Regions from separate parts of the Sus scrofa genome. Here region 2 is linked to region 1. Evidence: chromatin contacts called from public HiChIP or PLAC-seq data. All regions are on one chromosome and are shown on one strand. The core of a region is the stretch at or near the end of the contact, and the rest is flanking DNA. Distances in the headings are between cores, read along the strand shown.

Region 1 (7,068 bases), core at 902-3,401:
GGCTGATTTTGGCCTGTAGGTATGTTTTGTTTGATCTATGTGATATCGGCTCAAACAGTGCTTTAAAACAGATTAGTGTCCAGTTTCTAAATACAGAGACAATTCATAGAAAAATCCATGTTCCTGGTCTCGCCCTCAAATTAGAAGAGTTGACAAGGCCTGGCCTTCATTCCCAGTTGGCAAAGATTAACCTGAGGGCAGGACAGGACCCCTTTCCCTGAGCAGGTGCTCAGAAGTTCAGGTTCTCATTACACTTTGCTTACTAGGTTGGACAGCCTGGTGGGAGCAGAAGCTCCAGCATCAGTCTGCTTGGGTTTGCATCCTGGCTCCACCACATGACCAGCTTTACTATGGCTTTGGAGCATGTGACTCAATTTTTCTCAGATTGTTTTCTTGTCTGTAAAAACAGGACCAACAGTAATACCTACCACACAGGGCAGAGGTGAGGATCGAATGAGTTAATACATGTAAGACTTAGAAGACTGCCTGGCACCGAAGAAGGCATTCAATAAATGTCAGTGATTGCTTTCTGCCTGGTGCTGTAGGTATTTGCGTTTTCCAACTTCTATGTCACTGGCCATGTTTCTTTACACTAGCAGCCAGAAAGCTCAGAGGTTAATTTATGACCTTCTTCCACTTACAGTACCGAACCTAAGACACGCATCTTTCCCTATGCTGGTCTTTTGTAATGCCCCACTAAATTCTTTTTCTGGAAAAAAGAAAAGCATTAAAATAGTTCTTTCGAAGAATTCAATGTGAAGTATTACTTGACACCCCTCCTGACCCTAAACATATTATGTTTTAATGTACTGAGGTAGTAAGCTCCTTTAGAGACCAAAAAAAAAAAAAAAAAAAAAAAAACAAACAAAAAAAAACCCTATTAGTGAAAGCATCCCAAATGAACAGCAATAAATGTTTGTGGCTGGATTGATGAAGGAATTTAATGAGGCCTCAGCAGAATCCTTAACAACATCCCATGATGGAACTGATTCAACAACCATCCAAACCTTAGTCAGGCAAACCTAGATTTAAATCCCTGGTTCTATCTATTACTAACTGTTCTGACGGACAAACAATTCTGAGTCTTGGTTTCTTTACCTATAAAATGACCCACAAAGTTGCCTGACACAGCAGGGGGCATGATAAATGTTTGGATTAAGTAAAATTTCTTTTTCATGGGAAATAAGCAGTTGGGCTAAACTACTGTCCATGACCCCCGCTCCTGTGACTCTGCACTTTCGTGCTTATTTGTCTATTTCCCGCAGGTCCTGCTCCGCGGATGACTCCTCCCCATCCCAATCTTACTCACTCCTCAAGCCCTAATACAAACGTCAGCTTCTCTGTAAAACTCTCCCTTATCCCATCTCTAAGAACAAACAGCTTCCTCCTGTGTTTCAGTAACACTTTTATATTTGTACAGCACTCACCACCATGCGTGACTTGTCTACCTCCTTGCCTACATGAACTCCTTAAGGACAGGGATCCTGTGTTAATCACCTTCGTCCTATCACTTTCCTGTCCCTTCTTCTGGCCAAAGGCCAAGCACTTCGCCACGATCCATAAGCAACAAGAGAAATTGATCCGGCAAGAGCAACGAATCTAAACCTTCTGATCTAGCGTGAATGCTGAAATGGCCTTAACCCCCGAGAAACTACTAAAGTAAACGTGAAACAAAATCCAAGAAAAGGCAAAAAGTACTATGAAGTCTCATCCCCCTCCAGGAATTGAAGTGACCATCGGTCTTGGGGAAGGTCTGGGAAGCTGTAAGCCCTAACGTACTCTGGGTGCGGGATCTCCCTATTCAGGCAGACCTGGGATCTCCTACTTCTGCAGGCAATAGGGGGATGAGCACTCCAGCCCGCAGGCCCCCAGAGGCCTAAGCAAGCTCCGCGCCGTGACTCAGCCCCTGGCGCCCGCCAAGAAGCAGCCGGCCTCCCCTTACCTTGGCCAGCTTCTCGCACTCGGGCAGCCGCTGATCCACTGTGGCGCTGTAGTCCACCTCCATCTTCACGATGCGCCCATCAGCCCGCTCCGAGCCGCCGTCCGCCATGGTCCTCGCCTAAGCGTCCCTTGCTGTCCCCCTGCTTCGGCCACCACTCGTCAGCCACACCGGAAGCCGCCGGCGCACCCGCTCAGGCAGTGCCTGGGCAGCCCGCGCGAAGGACCCCCACGAGGACCCCTGCGCCGGGCGCCAGGCAGGCACTGCCGCAGACAGCCCTGAGGGCGGAGCTAGGAGCGGGCTCCGCCCCGCCCGCCAAGTCCGGTTTTCGTCTGGTGACAGACTTCTCTAAATTTGCGGTGAGGAAAGCGAGTGTTATCAAATAGGCTGTCGTATATATCTTCTCACACCTCTGCTTTGAAATATTGCGATTTCTCGGAACCATGGGCGAGTCACTGAACTTTTCTTGGATTTCGGTTTTCTCGCGGCTCCAGGAGCAGGCTGAAAGAAACCCCGAAGAAAAAAGTTCTCAGGTTTCTTCTGGTTGAGAGTCTTGGTGGCTTCATCTGTGAAATCTCCTCAAGCTCATAAGAAAAGCCATGGCAGTGGTTCGGTAGTGCAATAGGTAAATATTATGTTGATAAGAATCTTTACAAAAGACTATTTTTGCTTTTTCCCTGAAAGACCTTTTTGAGCATCAAACGAGATTTTGTATAGGAACCTATTTCCAATTCTTAAGAACCATACAAGTTTTTTTCATTACTACCCACACCATCTAGGTCCCTTTTAAAAAAGCTTAAGACCTTGAAAGTGAGAAGGAGGTTGTGTGTGGTGTGGTCCAGGTGTCAACAGTAGCCTGGGAAGCAAATGGAAATCTTAGTGTGGTCTGCCCGTTATGTTAGTGGTTCTCAGTTTAATTAGCCTCAAGCTCCCTTTATAAGTGCTGAATAGACCTTAAAAACAAACAAACAAAAAAACTGTTCTGTAATGAAAATCATGGTAATATAACCCATCTACACACATAATTAAAAAAATAGTCCTAGATCTAATGTAAAGGAGAAAGATTGCAAAATACCAAAATAATATATTTCAAAATATAAAGGCTAGGAGTTCATAGTGGCACAGTGGTTAGCGAATCCGACTAGGAACCATGAGGTTGCAGGTTCGATCCCTGGCCTTGCTCAGTGGGTTAAGGATCTGGCGTTGCTGTGAGCTGTGGTGTGGGTCACAGACGTGGCTCGGATCCCACGTTGCTGTGGCTGTGGTGTAGGCCGGTGGTTACAGCTCTGATTAGACCCCTAGCCTGGGAACCTCCATATGCCGTGGGAGCAGCCCTAGGAAAGGCAAAAAGACAAAAACAAAACAAAACAAAACAAAACAAAAAACAAAATATAAAGGCTAAAACATGTCTGCAGTAGAAATACAAAGAAGTAGTCATTTGCTCGTATGCATATCCACTACCTTAACTATAAATGCAAAAGTTACAGCTGCCACGGGTGTATTCTGTTGATTACTTGAAGCATGAGGGTAGAATGATTTTTCCAACATGTTATACCACTGACCACATCAAAGTATAATCATCCATTGCTTTTCACATGAAGAATTCTTAGACTTTTTTGTTCGTTTGTTTGTTTTTAAGGGCCGCACCTGTGGCATATTGAAGTTCCCAGGCTAGGGGTAGAAGTGGAGTCATAGCCACCAACCTATGCCACAGCCACAGCAACGCCAGATCTGAGCTGCCATCTTCCACCTACATCACAGCTCAGGGCAACTCTGGATTCTTAACCCACTGAGCGAGGCCAGGGATGGAACCCAAATCCTCATGGATACAAGTTGGGTTCTTAACCTGCTGAGCCACAAGAGGAAATCCAGAAATTTTAATGCATTTTAAAACTTCAGGAAGTTCCTTAGTGGCCTAGCGGTTAAGGACTTGGTGTTGTCTTTGCTGTGGCTTGGGTTACTGGGGTGGGTTGAGTTCTCTCCATGGCCCGGGAACGCCTGGATGCCATGGGTACAGCCAAAAACAAAACAAAACAAAACACCTAAAAGAAAATAGCTTGGCATATATGAAATGGAGTTATTTTGGCCTCGGACACATAAAGAGGTGTCTGGAAGGACACTGAAAAGCCTGATGAAATGTGGGATATTTTATCATGTAGTTTTGTCACATTGCAGTTGTCCAGCATCCCAAATGCATGTTGATATCTTCCTTCTCCCCAGTGATTGTGACAACCTAAAATTCCCTTACAGATTTTCTAAGCCACACTCTAAGAGCCGGTATTGCTGAGACACACGAAGATAAGGTGTTTTCTGGCTTCACATTTGCTGGGCTGTTGGTTTGACTGGAGTAGGCAAAAGGATTTGGCGGTCTAAACTTTGTGCGAAGAGTTTGAAGAGACAAAAAATAACAAGGTGTGATGGAGGGAACAGATTCATAGCTTCCAGAACTCAGAAACTAAGAGCATGAGGGGATCCAAGAGGCAAATATGCGGAGAAAAGTCTAGTTGGTTCCACACCAAACTGAAGCCCCTTCTTGCTAGGCTTGGAGGTAATGAACATGAAAGCAAACTGAAATCTAAGGAGAAGCTTTCAAAGGAAACAAAAAATTAAAATGAAGTAAATAAAGAAGGAAATCAGTAAAAGTCTGAGCAATGGACAGAGAAAATAGGCAAAAGTCTGTATTATAGACAGAGTTTTTCTACTTCTAGTATTTGAGTGAGTCTGAGATTAAGTTTGTGGACTTGGAAGAAAGAATTTAGTTTCAAAAGAGAAAAATTAGTAATGGAAGAATAAGGACTCTAAAATGTAGGGAGAGGAGTTCCCATCATGGCTCAGCGGTTAACGAATCCGACTAGGAACCATGAAGCTGCAGGTTCGATCCCTGGCCTTGCTCAGTGGGTTAAGGATCTGTCGTTGCAGACGCAGTTAGAATCTGGTGTGGCTGTGGCTGTGGCATAGCCCGCAGCCACAGCTCTGATTAGACCCCCTAGGCTGGGAACCTCTATATGCCGCGGGCATGGCCCTAGAAAAGACAAATAAATAAATAAATAAATAAAAATAAAATGTAGGGAGAAATACTGACTGGAAAAATTTATTCAGAAAGAACCTTGGTAATATATATTATGATAGTGATTGTTGAAAATAACATGCCTATCTATTAATTACTACATGAGTATATATTTTTTCATAGTTGGCATTGCTGGTATTTTCAGCTTGTTGCCTTTGTGAAGCGAACATTCTAGTGGAGGGAAGACTGAATTATCAACGTGTGACATAGGCTGGGGCTGAGAGTGTTTGGGAGGTGGTCAAGGAAGGCATCGCCAGTGAGCCAAGACCTGAAGTCAATAGGGCAGTCTTGCAGGTAGCTAGGTGGGGGACAAAGATTCTAGGCAGAGGCAGGAGCAAGAACACCGAGCTGACAGCAATCAGATCATGCCTGGCTTGTTTGAAGACCAGAATGAGTAAGGGTGAAAGTTGTAGGAGATGAAGTTTAGGGCAGATTGACTTGAGAAGGACTTGGGTTGGGTTTTTTTTGTTTGTTTTTTTGTTTTGGTTTTTAGGGCTGCACCCGTAGCATATGCAGGTTCCCAGGCTAGGGGTTGAATCTGAGCTACAGCTGCCGGCCTACACCACAGCCACAGCAACGCCAGCTCCGAGTCACATCTGTGACCTACACTACAGCTCACGGTAATGCCGGATCCTTAACCCGCTGCACTGCGCGAGGCCAGGGATTGAACCTGCAACCTCATGGTTCCTAGTCAGATTCATTTCTGCCGCACCATGACGGGAACTCCCCAGAACGACTTGGTTTTTAATCTGAGTGATTTGGGGAGCCAATGGGGGTTTGGGGCAAAGGAACAGCACGAGGTGAACTGCATAGTAAAAGAATCACTCTGGGAGTTCCCCAGTGGCCCTGGTCACTGCTGTGGTGCAGGTTCTGTCCCTGGATTGGGAACTTTCACATGCCAAAGGTGCAGCCAAAAAAAAAAAGAATCATTCTGGCTGTTTTTCATGTGGTGATGAGGTCGGGCAGAAGCTGGGAGATGAGTTAGAAAATAAGAAATTGCAATAATCCAAGAGGAAGATGATGGTGTCTTGGACGAGGATAGAGGCCATCAGGGGTCCAATGTCTGCAAGATTTTTGGTCTGAATCTCTGGAAAGATGGGGTTGACATTTACCAAGATGGAGTAGATTAGGGACCAGCAAGTGGGGCAAAGGACAGGAGCCAGTTCTGGATCTATTAAGTGTGAGGTGCCCGTTGGATAGCCAAGTGATGATGTTGAGAAGGCAAGTGGACATACAAATTCAAGGTGTCAAATTAAATGGTGTCAAGGTAAAGGGCTAGAGATTTGAAGTTAGGAGGCATTAACATATTGATGGTATCCAAAGTCATAGAGCTTTCATTACAGAAATCTTCCTGAAATGTGTGTAAAATATTTATTTTTATATATTGCTTACACACACACACACACACACACACACACACACACACACACACACACACACACGTATTTTGGCCGAGCCACTGGCGTATGGACATTCCCAGGCCAAGGACTGAATTTGTACCATAGCAGCAACCTAAGCCGCTGCAGTGACAATGCCAGATCCTTAACCTGCTGCACCACAAGGGAGCTATAAATTGCTTATGTTAAGTGCGGTGGGAGAATGACATTTTCAAGTCTGTTGTGAGTCATTTTGTAAGAAAAATAGGCTGTATTGTATCTTTTTTTTTTTTTTCTTTTTCTTTTTTGGGCCGCACATGCAGCATATGGAAGTTCCCAGGCTAGGGGTCGAATCCGAGCTGCAGTGGCTGGCCTGCACCACCGCCACAGCAATGCCAGATCCAAGCTGTGTCTGCGACAAATACTGCAGCTCACAGCAATGCTAGATCCTTAACCCACTGAGCAGGGTTAGGGATCAAACCCATGTCCTCATGGATACTAGTTGGGTTCATTACCACTGAGCCACAACTGTATTGTATCTTTTGAGTAAAGCTCTTGGTCCTGTGTTAGAATGACTTCAGGTCAAGTGTCAGGTGAATAAAGGCATACCTAAATCATTGTGTTTATGTACTGTTGCTGCTGTAACAAATAACCATGGATTTAGTGGCTTAAGACAACAGTTGATT
Region 2 (7,096 bases), core at 4,362-6,861, 100 kb after region 1:
AAGAGATGGCTTCTCAAGGGCGGCTTAAACGCATTAGATTAGTCTGCAATGTGGATTAAGGGACTGTGGGATTTAATAACTTGTGTATTAAAGAACAGCCCTGCAAATGTTACTCTGCCATAAAAACGTAACCACTCTAATTGAATTTAGAAGCAATATTAAAATGACTCTTTTGGTGATGCTCCTAGATATATGAAATAAAATATCAAAAGTCACCACTGATTAAGCTGAAACTTCAGCATGTGAGAGTTATTATGCACCCAGTTCTCTTGCTAGAGGTTTTTTATTTTGTTCTGAAATATACTAAGAAATTTCTCCCTCTATATAATTTATGGCCCTTCCACTCTTTCAGTGCGCCAAATAATGTTCTCAGAGCCTTAGCAGTGTTTTGAAACACAGTATATTATCTTAATGTTGGGCTGTATATCTAATGAACATTCAGTACGTATTGATGGGGATATTTCAGGAGCTAAATTCTCTCTCATGGGCAAGGAAGGAATAGGCTATTAAGTTACATACAGTGCTTTGTGTGTTTTTAAGGAGTTATGGTGGAAAAAATAGCTTTTCTTCCTCCTCCCGTGGCTGTACGTAGTTTTGCTAGCCTTATGTCTGCACACAAAGATCTTCGGATAAGATAACATTGATCGGGGGTGATATCAGTGCATAGCTGGGATGCTGTGTCCGTGGACCACTTCATGGTTCCAGAGCTCCATGGACTCTAAGAGCCCTGTGGCAATCATGAAGCATCAGTGGCAGTTAGAAGCAAAGGGGGTCTTTTTCTTTCCATCCAGGCAAGGGGGGTCTTTTCCTTTCTATCCGTGAGGCTGGGGGAGGCAGAGAGGTTGCATTTATGTGTTTGAAGTCAGATACGTAATGAGGAATATAGTTGACTGAAACGTGTCCATGGGTTTGGAGCAGAGAGTAGCAATTAGGAGCACCCAGGAAACCAGATCCCCTCCTGCTCTCAGGCTGTCTCCTGGAGTCCCCAAAGTGGCATGTCCTCTATTAAAGGGTATTACGGAATTTATTCCCAAGTATCTATATTTAAAAATAATGAAAAAATAGGCACCTGGCTAGAGCTTATCCCAAATGAGTTTAAGTTAGGTTTCCTTTTCCCTCCAAGGACAAGAATCCTTTTTTTTTTTTGGTCTTTTTAGGGCTGCTCCCGCGGCATATGGGAGGTTCCCAGGCTAGGGTCGAATCGGAACTGTAGCCACCAGCCTATGCCACAGCCACAGCAATGCCAGATCCAAGCCACGTCTGCGACCTACACCACAGCTCACAGCAATGCCGGATCCTTAACCCACTGAGCAAGGCCAGGGATCCAACCTGCCTCCTCATGGATGCTAGTCAGATTCGTTTCTGCTGAGGTACGATGGGAACTCCGTGGACAAGAATCTTTCCCTTTTCTGTTGTTCAGAGTTAGAGAAATTTCTCTTATCTTGCAAAACTTTACACTCAAGAAACACGTGAGTGTTTCCCAGCATCTGAGCCCAGGGGAAGGATGTCCAAGTACTTAATCCAATTCCCGTTGAGTGATTGGCTTCTGGCAGGACTGTTAATTTGCAAACTCTTAGGAAAGCAGAAAGTTTACATTTTCCAGCTGTCAAACTTTGGGCTTCCTGGTGAATCACTGGGGTGGACTTTCTAGGCCAAGCATGAGGGGTGCTCTGGAGCTGCTGGTCCGAGGCTGGGGAAGCATGACAAGTTTTTTGTTTTTGTTTTGTTTCGTTTTGTTTTTTAAGATGCCTGGCAAGAGTTCTAACACGTGGGCTTGGGGACCAGCCTCTAGGGCCTAGGTGGCTTCCCTGGAAAACACCACCACGATCCTCACTTGTAGGGGATCAGCACAGCCTGAAGGAAGGGCTTAGGACGACTGATCCGAGAGCAGCCGCAAGTTTGTTCTCTCTCTGTGGCAGACGTGTTAGTCTAGGAGAAAGCGGACTCGCTTGAAAGCTTTGCAGCTCCAAAAGCGGTTGCCGATGGAATTTTCTCCTGTGGAAGCTGTTCTTTGCCGCTAGAATACTAAGCCAAAAGGAAGGAAAAGATGAAAAATAAGCCCTTCTTTCACAACACATTTGAGTCAACCCATTGGAGAAAACCAGAGATTTCTCAACGAACAAGAAATGGCCTGGCATTACTGCCTTAGGGAATTAGAAAAAGGCTCCTTGATAAAGTTATTTGGGGATTAATCATCATTTGGCTCCAGGGCGGCATGGGGCTCCTTGGAATTCACCTTGTCTTCTTTGGAAGCTGGCAGCTTGGTGGTTGCGTAACAACGGGAAATGCAAGGCCTGCCAGCCGGTCCTTCCATGAGCCCCGGGGGAGTTACGAGGCTCTATGACTCTTTCTTGAGTCAGTCAGGCCTGCCAGATCCATTTCAGTGGCCTGGGATGTGTTGGGTACAGACCTCAGACTTCACAACTTTTTTTTTTTTTTGCTCGCTTGCTTTTTAGGGTCATACCAGCGGCATATGGGGGTTCCCAAACTAGGGGTCTAATCGGAGCTGCCAGCCTATGCCAGAGTCACAACAATGCCAGATCCAAGCTGCGTCTGCGACCTACAGGTCACGGCAACACTGGATCCTTAACCCACTGAGAGAGGCCAGAGATCGAACCCACAACCTCACGGTTCCTAGTCCCATTCCTTTCCGCTGCACCATGACGGGAACTCCCAGACTTCATGATTTTTACAGATGGCACATCTACCTTCGTGATTTTTCTCCTCCACCAACAAAATTATGCTTTACAAATGAACAGGAACCCTTACATTATTCATACTTTTTCAAATGAATTTAAATTTTTACTTTCCTTTTACTATCCATATAACTGAGATGTGTGGTCCTTAAAAACTTTCTCAGAGAAAAGATTCCCTATGGTCTGTTCTTATTTAGAAATGACCTCTTTGTGGCTAAAGTTTATGTACAGTTTTTTTTTTCCCCCTTTTCTTTCCTTTTTTTATGGCCACACCTGCAGCATATAGAAATTCCTGGGCTAGGGGTCTCATTGGAGCTGCAGCTTTGACTTATACCACAGCCACAGCACCGCTGGATCTGAGCCACGTCTGTGACCTACACGACAGCTCACGACAGCACCAGATCCTTAACCCACTGAGCGAGGCCAGGGATTGAACCTGCATCCCCACGAACACTGTGTTGAATTCTTAACCTGCTGAGCCACAGCAGGAACTCCTCTGGCAGACATTCTTAAAAACACTGCCTTTTTTTTTTTCCCCCAAACAGCTTGGATATAATTCACATACCATACAATTCACCCATTTAAAGTACACAGTTCAGTAGCTTTTAGTATATCCAAAGAGTTGTAACCCTCACTGCAATCAATTTTAGAAACATTTTCATCAGTGCTCCCTAGAAACCCCCTACCTCTTAGCCACCAATCACTCCCTACCCTTCGTACATGGCAACCCTAATCTACTTTCTACCTGTCAGAGTGCTCCTTCCTTTCTCAGGCTGAATAAGACTCCATTGTACATATAGACCACATTGTGTTTATACATTCCTCTGTTGATGGATGGATGAGTTGCCTCTATCCTTTGGCTGTTGAGAATAATGTTGCTATGAACGTGGGTGTACAAATATTCCTTTGAGTCTCTGCTTTCAGATGTATATTGAAGTATGGACTTGCTGGATCTTATGGGAACCAGCTCCCTTTTTAAAAAGGAAAAGTATCATGAGACCTGTGACGGTTCCATGAGTACGGGACCTGACTGCTTGCTCTGGCCCCCTTTTCTCAGGTGTGGCCCACATGCCTCTGTGGTCACAGATGTGGTGGGGAAAGGTGGCCTTGTCCCAGGCTGAGAGCATCAGAGCAATGTAGACCTCAGTTCGACCACACCTCTGATTAGCTTGTAGAAGCACAGAGGCTGAAAGGAAATGGAGGAGTTCCCATCGTGGCTCAGCAGAAACGAATCTGAAGAGTATCCATGAGGATGAAGGTTCGATCCCTGGCCTCACTCAGTGGGTTAAGGATCTGGCATTGCTGTGGCTGTGGTGTAGGCCAGAGGCTGCAGCTCCGATTCAACCCCTAGCCTGGGAACCTCCATGTGCTGTGGGTGCAGCCCTAAAAAGACAAACAAAAAAAGTAAATTGAAGATCTCATCATATAAATGACCCTTCCTGCTCCTTTTCTCTCCTCTTTCCACTTTCTTCTTATGGAAACCATAGTTATGGTCTCTACGCAGCGCGTTGGGCCTAAAACCCGATAAATCAGTTTACTACTGGCTACACACTGGAGTTGCCGGGTTGCTTACTGCCATCCAAACCCCACCTCCAGAGATTCCGATTTAATTGCTCTGAGGTCTGACCTGGGCATGGGGGATGGGGGTGGGGTTGGGAAAGCCCCCGGCTGAGTCTCCTGGGCAGCCAGGGTTCTGACGTACCAGCTGCATAACCGGATATAAGGGGATCTCTTCTCCATCCCTTTCTTTGTCTTCTTCATGGTCATTTCTTTCAAACACATCTGCAGGTTTATAAATCCCAGCCCCAATTTTAAAGACTCACAATAGACTTTTTGGTTTTTTAAAAAAATGAATGAGGCTCGTGATGTCACGTTGAAACCAAGAACGAGGAGACCTGCGTCGTCCATTTGTGTATGTCATTATCTAGCTGGAAGGATGAATTACTTACCTTGTCAGGTTTCTTGTTTTTCGGCTTAAAAAACCTTGGCTTCTAGACTTAGAATATGGATTGGCCAACCAGTTAGAAGAATGCAATGAAAGAATTGTTTTTAAAAATGTCCCCTCCAGCTCTAACATGCCATGACTCTGAACGAACAGGTGCAACTGATGGGGAGTGAGGCAGGCTTGTATTGTGGCTGTGTGCGTGTGAACTTCGCCATTCTAGGGATGATGAGCAGGAGGATAAAGAACCTCCCCACTGGGTGCTGCTGGGAGTTCTGCTGCCCCAGAAGCAGCCTCCGGGCAGTTCTCATCAGTGACTCAAAGGATATAAAATAAAAATCTTGAAGGATCTCTAGTTAAACAGAAAGCAGGAAGAGTCCCCTGGTGGCCTCGTGGTTAAGGACTTGGCTATTGTCACTGCTGTGGCTCGGATTTGATCCCTGGCTATGGGGAACAAGCATAAGTGTTGTTCCAGGTAGACTGTGGGCTATGGGGCTTTTTAAGTGATGCAGAGACTGGAGCAGAACTCTGGCCCAACAGAGCAGAGTGTCAGAGGCCCCCTCCTCCATGAAAATTGTCACCTCCTTGCCACCGTCCACTTTGTGCTACCTACTGCCTCAATCAGTGTTTCTTCTTGGTAATCTTTCAAAGTTTATACTTACTTCTCTTCTGATCCCTATTTGAGGAATGTGAATGGCTTAGGTTTTTAGGTTCGTTCCCCCCTCTCCCCTCTCCAGATTAACACAGCTAATGTGGAACTATGGTGCCGGGAGCTGCTGCTAGAGAAAAGCAGAAAATGCAGGCCTCCCCTGGATGCCTCCGGGCATGGAATTTTACTTCTCTGGTGACTTCTTAGGCCCATGGGAAAGTGAGAGGAGGCGGCCTCCTGGGGGCGGCTGGCTAGCCCCTGGAACTGGGAGCCGGAGCCAGCCCCGTAGTGTGTGGCCGTCAGTATGACGCAGAGAGGCGTGTGAATGCAGCCGGCTGCTGCAGCTGGTGCACTTGACTCTGGGCAGCGTGTTCCCAGGAACCCGCAGGACACCGAGGACAGAGAGTGATGTAACCCAGATCTGCCAGATGTGGGAGCCAGCGTGAGTCACGCTGGACGATTCATTGAGAAATGTTTTCTGGGTCATCTGAGCAGGGAGCACTGGCTGCTTCCCCTGCCATCTGGGGTTGGAGGCACCCAAGTCCACACACCAGGAATTCCCAAGTTCACTAACATCTGTCTAAAATTACAGCCTGGTTCTCTGAGCTGACACAGTGCAGAGCCCAGACTCTGTGATGGTCCCAGGCCTGTAATTTGTTCCCGGATTTTACCACTTTGGGTTGTGGAGGGTGGGAGGTAATCAGTTAATAAAAACCTACATGGAAGTTGCTGTGAGGTTTCTATACATTCTGTCAAGACCAGACATGGGATGGGAGGTTGCGAAAAGCCAACAGCGCTGTGGGCATTGTGGCCAATGAACTACCAGGAATTGTGGTCTTCTTTTCTGTTAGATGTGGGCAAGATGCCTCGTGGTGAATAAGATACATGTATTTCTGAGAAGGTGTAAGCTGTCTTAAAAAAAAAAAAAAACCCTGGTGTATATATAACAAACAACCAGAAAAGTGCATGCATACATCACTATGTGAAATCGCACCCCCAGGTAACTAGAGGGTTGAATGGTGGCTCCCAGACAGAGAGGTCCTTCAGAACCTGGGAATGGGATCTTATTTGGAAAGGGGTTTTTTGATATTAAGGTTCTTGAGACCCTGAATTACCTGGGTGGTCCCTATATCCAATGACATGTCTCCTTCCAAGAGACAGAAGAAAAGAAGAGGCCACGGAAGAGAAGGCCACACGAAGATAGAAACAGAGATTGAAGAGCTGTGGACACAAGGAACAGCTCGAGCCGCCAGGAGCTGGAAGAGGCAAATGGGATTGTCCCCTAGAGCCTTCAGAGAGAGCCTGGTCCTGCCGACACCTTGGTTTCTGGCTTCTGGCTTCCAGAACTGTGAGAGAATGAATTTCTGTTGTGTTAGGCAACCAAGTTTGTAGTGATCCACTATAGAAACTAAGAAAAAATAACCCACACCCAGATCAAAGGCACAGGACCCTCATGCCTCATTCCTGTCTTCTCATCATCCCAGGGTAACCGCTGTCCTGACTCCCAACACAATAGATGGGTTTTGTACCCTTGGAGCTTAATTAAACAGAGTAAGAGTATGTGGTTTCCTGTGTCACACATCTTCCATGCGGCACTGTAATTGTGAGACGTGTCCTGTTGTTGTGTGCTTGGTCATTCTCACTGCTGTGTAGTGTTCCATGGTGTGAATGCGCTATAGTTTATTTCTTCTCCTCCTGGGGACATCTGAGTCGCTTCCTGTTTGGCATTATTACAAATAGTGCTTTTAGGGAATATGTGTATTTTGTTGGTTATGTTCTCAGGAGTTGAATTGTTATATGATCAGCTTT

The links. HiChIP or PLAC-seq counts read pairs in DNA pulled down with a chosen protein or histone mark.
Region 2: a contact with region 1 is called in an H3K27ac HiChIP or PLAC-seq map of alveolar macrophages. The contact joins the enhancer-like site here to the promoter of PSMD12 in region 1.

The regions. Positions count from the first base shown.
Region 1 is chr12:13,727,921-13,734,988 of Sscrofa11.1, forward strand. It overlaps PSMD12 (26S proteasome non-ATPase regulatory subunit 12), which reads right to left and starts at 2,152. Exons shown (of 11, transcript XM_003482961.3): 1 at 1,943-2,152. The coding sequence starts at 2,050.
Region 2 is chr12:13,825,585-13,832,680 of Sscrofa11.1, forward strand. The region is part of intron 1 of PITPNC1 (phosphatidylinositol transfer protein, cytoplasmic 1); the gene reads left to right. Among named protein-coding and RNA genes, the nearest start is that of PITPNC1, 88 kb to the left of the region's middle. Within about 2 kb of position 5,612, at least 33 of the 83 cell types and tissues checked have an H3K27ac peak or open chromatin away from gene starts, as enhancers often do. A contact at or near this core is called in alveolar macrophages, where this site is marked.